Regions from separate parts of the Siniperca chuatsi genome. Here region 2 is linked to region 1. A link is a contact called in public Hi-C data. All regions are on one chromosome and are shown on one strand. The core of a region is the stretch at or near the end of the contact, and the rest is flanking DNA. Distances in the headings are between cores, read along the strand shown. Region 1 holds the start of si:dkey-34e4.1 (carboxyl-terminal PDZ ligand of neuronal nitric oxide synthase protein). Region 2 overlaps si:dkey-34e4.1 (carboxyl-terminal PDZ ligand of neuronal nitric oxide synthase protein).

Region 1 (3,845 bases), core at 989-3,488:
CTCATGGTAGCTTCGTATTTACTGCACAGACATGAGAGAGGTATCTCTCTGTCAGAAAGTGAAAAGGCATTTTTCCCAAAATGTCAAACAGCAAAATATTCCTGTTCTTTGAGACAAATATAATCCAGTGGACTGGACTACAAAAATGGCTTCAAGTCTAGTTCTTGATTGAACCCTCTCAGGCTTAAAATGCCCAATTTAGAAATCCAGTGTGCCTCCCTGTTAGAGAGTGTGTATTTTAGACACATTTTAAGAGACAGTATGATTAATTTCCATGAAATGTGCTGCAACTGGATAGATCATTTTTATATCTTATAGTACTTTTATGTTCTGCTATTCTTTGAGTTCTCTTGATGTTTTTTCTACATATCCTTTTCCACATGGACATGTTAATAAATAAACCATACCCTTTGTGTTACACTCCTCTCACTTGGATTCTTTAATGTGGATGGATGAAGTTTGTTTAGTTGTATTGTTACATTGCACGCAAGTCAAATAGATTGCAAACATCACAGCAAGCAGTAATAAAACCAGTGCCTATCTGTGACACTGACCTTACATGTGGATAGGATGTTTAGGTTATTTAAAGGTTGTTTAATTAAGTAAATGATCACCACCTCTCATCATTAAAGCTGCATTATGTCAGCATTATCCCTCCCTTGTCAGGCATCTTCTCTCACCTATGAATCTTATTATTTTTCAATCTTAATATTGTGCCCTTTGAGTGCAGATTAGTGAGATTACGTTGTGGCACCTGGCCTCTTTCTCATATTAATAGATCGTAATTCATTTGATTTTCAAGGATTAGTCCATATGAGTGCATCTGCTGCCTCTGATCTGTAAAGTTACCAACTTTAGACAAAGACTTTTCTTGTACTATTAATCTTAAAACATACCTGGAAACATTGTATTCTGACTTCAGTAACTTATAGTGAGTAGTCAACAGAGGGCGCCATTGCAGTATTTCATTAATATGGCTTAGTTTTAATCAAGCATTTAACCTAGTATTTAATTAATTATTGAATATATTACTATTAATACTAGTAGTAAAAAGGGAGGACACACTTTTTATGGGAAGTGAACCTGTGATGCTCCACTTGCAGGTTTATTATCGGCCTGGACATAAATGATAGTTTTAATGTTAATACCAGCAGCTGCAGTGGCAGCAGTAATATGACAACAACATGGTATAAGAGGTGGAGGCTTGATAAAGGCTGAGCATCAGGAGAATCAACCCTACCTCATTTCCACTTTATGAGCAGCAAATAGCCATTTATTGTCTAAACAGAGATGTCATTGTGTAGTCATTATAACGATTTGTCATGCAGGTAATAATGGCTATTTAGTGACTGAACTGTTGTTATCTACTAAAAGACTAATTTGGGCTCCTGTGGGGAAACTCCAAGGATGATGAAAACAACCAAATGAGGTTTTGTGATGATGAATCTCAGCCATTTGATCAGCATCCTGACTGTAATGCAGTTATGAATAGCAAAATATAATGTGAAAGATGCCTTTTATATTGAGAAGAATAGCCTAAGGCTCATGGCCTACAGTAGAATCACTGCACGAGGAAATAAGGAAAAAAGTAGCCTAGATCTGAAAATGAAAAGTAAGTTGTTTAATTTAGGGGAATGTTATATGACAAGACCAAATATTCATCTATCCAGACCTTTTTTTGGAGATAGTGGTGGAATAAAAACAGTAATGGCACAGTGTAGAAATACTCAATTACTAGTAAACGTCTTGCATTCAAAACTTAATAAGTAAAAATGCAGATGTATTGACAACAAAATGTAGCCTACTTAAAGTGTCAAAGTAAAGGCAGAATGGTCCCTGTCAGTATTATATTATTGGATTGTTATTGATGCTTTAACATGTAAACAGTAGGCTACTTTAATGTTGCAGTACTTTAAGGTGGAGTTCATTTTAACTGCTTTACGTAGGCTACTTTTGGGTAGTTTAATCTATAACTGCACATTTTATATATTATGTGTAGTATATAAATCTTACTATGATAAGTAACTAACTTGTCAAATAGCCTAAATGTACTGGAGTAAAAAGTACAATATTTCGTATAATGTCAAGTAGCAGAAAATGGAAATAGTCATGTAAAGTACAAGCACCTCATGTACTTGAGTGAATGCCCCGAGGGGGGGGAACTAACTAACTTGCCGGTTTTCCTCCCTGCTCCTGGTTGCATCATGCTTCGGAACTTTGCTCCAATGAGCTGCTTGCTTTGTGCGTTGTGGAGGGAGAGAGAGAGAGAGACGCGAATAAAAAAAAAAATCCCCACAGCGAGCAACATCACCTGCGGAGAGACACGCCAGCTTCTTACGCTGGATTCCTCCCGTGGCGTTGGGAACAGACATCATCCACGTTGCTGTGTGGTTTGTTTGTTGTTGTTTTTTTACGAGAGGCGTTATCAGGAAGGAAATCTTTAAGTGTCTCTCGGTGTATTGTCACAGGAGAAGGGGCACCCAAATCTGTCCCTCTTGAGGACGGGACCTTTGAAGCTCAAAGCAACAACAATGGACTACGCTTCCACAGGGAACTCACTCTTGGAGCCGTGCTGTACACACACATGGGATTGTAGCGTTTCAAACCCAGACGACATTTGTCTGTTGAGTTGTTAAACTGTGTTTCCGTGTCGGGGGTCGTCAGTCGGAGCCCGTGATGCCCGCGAGGAACAGGTACAACCTGGTGGACGATGTGGCGGACTCGAGGGTGCCGCTCCATAATGAAGAGGCTTATCAGCATGGGATTCATTTCCAAGCCAAGGTGAAAGGAACATAGTTTTTTTCTCCTTATTTTGACACTGTTTAACCACACGGTCAGTTCAGAGTTGTGTTGTGTTGGAGTGGCAGGTGCACTGGACCCTTTCAGTTGGGATCCATCATGAAGTTTGAACACATGGCAGTGTGGGCTATTCAACTACACACGTGGATTAATGCCGCAAGTCTGATGGAGTGTGTAGTTTATTTGTCTCATATTTCATTTGTCTAACATAATCCTTTAAAACTGGTGTGGATGTCCTTATTTTTCATGCTCTAAGGTGAACTTAGTGTATTTTCAGGTTTCCCATTGAATTATTAAGTTCCCAGGGAAGCAGTATTCATATTTTTGTGGCCCTATTCATACAAGCCAATCTGTAACTTTGTCCTGGGCTGTCTGAGCTGATTTGCACCATAGACTATAGCTCTTAATTCATTTTAGGGGTTGAACAGCAAACAGAGCACAGAGGTAGAAAGGGTTAAAACAAGGGAGTGTAATTGGTCCAAAGTTCAATCACAAGGCTGCTTGTGTCTTATATTTAGTATCTTAGTATTAGGCTTCCTCATTAAGCAGCATTCTCATCTCTGTCTTTCTTTCTTAATATTTATTTATTTCATTGAGTGTTGTGAACACAATCACGTAGTAAATCCATGACAGACAATTTCTCACTGTGGATATTCAACACTTTTCAACAAAACAAATAGGAGTAAGAATCTGATGGAAGGTGGGACAGAGAACACTCACAGAAAGATACACGCAGCCACATAAACACACATGCATCCTTCCTCATATAGCAGCATGAACATATTGTACAAATTGTATTTGATACGAAAAAACTATCTCAGTGAATTACTAAATTCACCAATACACCTTGAGTTGAGGTAGTTTCAGTTTGTCTTTCTGTTTTGTTTTTGTATTATGTAGTCTGTAGGGTGAGCATCACCACATATTGTAGACAGTGAGCAGGCAATTTTTGTCTGTATAAAAGTCTACTTTTGCTTTGGGAGCTGTTGGAGTTGAATAAGCTGATGGCTGTGATCAGTCCCAGCGCTTAGTGAGAATAGAGATTG
Region 2 (3,845 bases), core at 760-3,259, 33 kb after region 1:
GGAAGATGAGATAACAATTTAACTACAGCTACAGCAGCATCAGTAGGCCTTAATCTAATGCAGCCATTAGATTACTTAGATTTAAGGGTGCGCTGATTGATTGGCCACCGATCATTATTGGCCGATATTCGTTATAAATAGTTTGATCCGTGTCTCTATAAGTCTGATCAGAAGAGCCGATCAGATGACGCAATGCCCGCCAAGGTATATTAATGGCCGGTGAACCATTTTAGCGTTTTAGCTTTAGCGTGTACAAGAGAGAGACGTTAACTGATATTACGTTAGAAGACGCACACGTTGGATATTTTCTAAGCATGGACCAAGTAAAGCAACAGTGAACACACCGGTTGGTGCGGATGTCATTTGTTACCACATTGGTTTAAATCGTTTCGATAGGCTACGTCATTAACAACAAGCCTGTTGTTGTGCATACGGAATTGCAGGTGAAAAACTGACGGGAGTTTTTTGGGCGACTTTATAAAACATAGTGCTGACAAAGAAAGTCAGACACATAAAAAGACTGCCAATAAAAAGACAGTTGTCAACTTTAATACTTAATATACAATATTGTTAAGAATAGTTAAATAAATAAATAGATAAATAAATACACAATAAATAGAAGGCTTCAAATAGACCCCGTGATTGGAGATCCAGAGATCGGTGATCGGCCCCAAAAATCCTGTTTGGAGCACCCTTACTTATATTAGATTGCTTTTTCTTAACTGGAAAAACCTGTGCACTTTTTCCTCTTACCACCCAATTTGATTTTGATGTAAATCCCCCAGCTAAATACAGCAAGTGGTAAGTTCACTGTGGGACATAACGCATGCAGACTTAAATGTGATTTGTTTCAGTTTTCTGTGCCCAGCTACCTGTGACTGACTGTTGTTTGTTCAACTTTTATCTTTTATTTAAGAATTCATTTCCTTATTATATCAGCTCAGTTAATCAATTTTGGTTTTAAATTGTATCTTAAATTCAATTTCCGGTGGCTTAGCACTACATAGCCTGCAGTGAATACAGAATAGATGCACTCAAGGACAAGGCTACAACTGCATATTTCAGACAAGCATCTCTTTACCGTTGCTCAGTCTAAGCTGTTTTCATGCGTTTTGCTGCAGGTGTTGCAAGTTACTGCAGTCTTGGCTTAGAGGTCTGCTATTATCAGTCAACTGTAATGAGAATTGTTCCACAGAAGTGATATTATTAGTCTCTGAATTCAACTGCGTGCTTAGAGTGTGCATGTTTTCAGTCCATCCAAAGACTGCAGCAGGTGATTTCACTGGTTAACTCATCTTAAAGCAGACAGGGGGAACTGACCTGTGAAATTACTTTCTGTGTTGTTTAGTGGAGTGAAAAGCCTTATACACTCTGCTTATTGTTTATTTCCTCTGCTCTAAACATTGACCTTTTATCTAAAATTCTCCTCTCTGTCTATCTGTCTTTCTCTCTCCCTCTTCTCTTTCCCTGTCAGACGCAGGCCATGCGTATTGTGCGGACAGTAGGTCAGGCCTTTGAAGTGTGCCATAAGCTCAGTCTGCAGCATGCTGAGCAGGATGCAGACGGACAGGCGGATGGAGAGAGTGACAAGTCCACAGAGGAGCCCAGCAGTCATGGTGAGGACTACCTGAAAGGGTTTACTGTTATCTGCTTTGCACAGTATTGCCTTTGCAGAGTACATTCAAATACACAAATACACATTTTGGGTTATTATATTCTGGCTGATTTTTGTGATTACAAAGAAATATTTAAAATATAGTAAAATGTAAATGATTATTACAATATATTAAAAGAAGGCCTTCAAAGTTAGAAATAAAATCCTGAAAACTTTGTTAACAGTGACCTGATTCTTTGCCTTTGTTTGCATATATCTTTGTGAGCCAGAATCTGTTTGTACAGTTTAGTTTCTGTTTAGCAATGTGTAAACACCTGCTGCGTGTCTGAGCCTTCCAGCTGTTAGAGAGCAGAACAACTCTTTGTGGGCCAAACAGAAGGAACACAGCACAAAGATGCAAGCATTAAACTACTTTTTTAGTGAAATGATGTGCTGCATATACCAAGCTATGTTATTAGATAATTAATTGAGAAGTTTTTTTCACCCCCATTACAGTAAGTCAAATGCAAAATGCTGAAGCATTTTAGGTTTTTACTGTTCAGTTTATTAAATCTGAATCTAGTTTTGAATCTCTTATTTAATCCACATGTCTTCAACTTTAAACATATAAACAACATTTATACCAGAAGTAAAAAATAACAAATGAAAGATCAAAATTTGAAGTCTACTTACCTGAATGTTGTAATGTCCAAATGTGGTAGTATGCACTGCCAAATGCACCTTGCCTCCTTGCAATGGCTGTAAATAGATCTGATATCAGAAATAAGAAGAGTTGATTCACTGCACACTTCACTGGTGTTAAAGTGACTAAAGTCATCAGATTTATGACTTCAGTCTGAGTTAAAGTCATGTGATTCGAATGTTTAAAAATGTGAACCAACCAAATAATTGTGGAAACAAAAGCATACAAACATACAGAAAGCTTTGTGGTTACTGGGGTGCGTTTCACCAATGCCCTCTTCACTTTCTAGATGTTTTATAAAGTGAATGAGTACGATTATGGTTTCTTACAAAGAAATAATGCTCAAGATTCTTCACAGAGAAGCATGCTGTTATATTAAAACACACATTTTACCTTAAACATCTGGTTTGAACAATGGTATTGTGGAAAACATGGTGTTTATGAGCTTATATTGGTCATTTTGGTCACATGAGGACCATCTCTCTCCTGGTTAAAGCTTGACTTGTCCATTTAGTTTGATTACATGCCTCTTTATGGCCTAAACTGAACCATCAACCCTCACTGGCTCATTAATCCAGCACAGCAGTCAAACAGTAACCACACAAATGTCCGGTTACACTGGAATGTAAACAGATTTAAGGGACATGAAGCTAATCCAGATTTGAGTGTTCTCTGAGGCCTCATGCTGCCTGCATTCATTTCATGTGAGATGGAGGGTAAAGATTAAAGATGGGAAAGTTTCCCGTGATTACAACTGTCATGCCATTGAACAACACAAGAGGGTGATTGCCAGTGTTACCAGTAATGAGTGTAATTTGCACAGTGAATGAATAGTTGTCTAGCACTAAGCTACAGTTGTGTGACACTCAGAGTTGATCATGTGGGGGTAAAATACTGTGTATGTGCTCAAAATGGAATTAATTTAGGGTTTAGTTATCTAAATGCAGGCAACCATGATTGTTTGCTTTTTATAGATTCTTATGCATTATTTTACAGTGAAGATGGCTATATCAGAGCTTTCAGAAGGATATCAAATTACACAAATCTACTGTATAAGATGCATTTATATTTAAAGGAATAGTTGGACATTTTGGGAAAGATTTAGAAGAGAAGATTGATACCACCCAAAGCCAGTGTTATATATAAGGCTACGGCCAGCTGCCAGCTAACTTAGCTTAGCACAAATACTGGAATTGGGCGAATGAGGATATTTCCCTTTTTTTTTGCATTAAGTAACTCACATGGCTGGCCCCTGGCTCTGGAAGTATTTTTCCCTTCTCTAAATTCAAGTTTCAAATGTATTTAATAATAACCGCGATGTTAATCAACTCATAAAACCAGGAGTCTCACAGATATGCTATGTATAATGTAAACGTAATGTATGTATTTTGAATAACACTAAACATTAAAGTGCCCATGAGAGCATATTCTGAACACTTCTACACAGGAACAAAATGCTGAACAATAGTTGCGAAATTAATCCAAAAGTGAACAAACGTAAACCCCAGAGGTGATGGAAATGTTTTTCTTATTGTCTTTGTGTATTCC

What was found. A called contact is a pair of places that touch in the nucleus more often than the background predicts.
Region 2: a contact with region 1 is called in a Hi-C map of liver, with 2.5 times the contacts expected there. The contact joins the enhancer-like site here to the promoter of si:dkey-34e4.1 in region 1. A contact is called at or near these places in 2 of 3 Hi-C or Micro-C datasets (liver and skeletal muscle).

What each region holds. Positions count from the first base shown.
Region 1 is chrLG18:7,513,678-7,517,522 of ASM2008510v1, forward strand. si:dkey-34e4.1 (carboxyl-terminal PDZ ligand of neuronal nitric oxide synthase protein) reads left to right here and starts at 2,239. Exons shown (of 11, transcript XM_044175471.1): 1 at 2,239-2,781. The coding sequence starts at 2,677.
Region 2 is chrLG18:7,547,027-7,550,871 of ASM2008510v1, forward strand. It overlaps si:dkey-34e4.1 (carboxyl-terminal PDZ ligand of neuronal nitric oxide synthase protein), which reads left to right. Exons shown (of 11, transcript XM_044175471.1): 6 at 1,475-1,616. Among protein-coding and RNA genes, the nearest start is that of si:dkey-34e4.1, 33 kb to the left of the region's middle. Within about 2 kb of position 2,010, the one cell type or tissue checked has an H3K27ac peak away from gene starts, as active enhancers do. A contact at or near this core is called in liver, where this site is marked.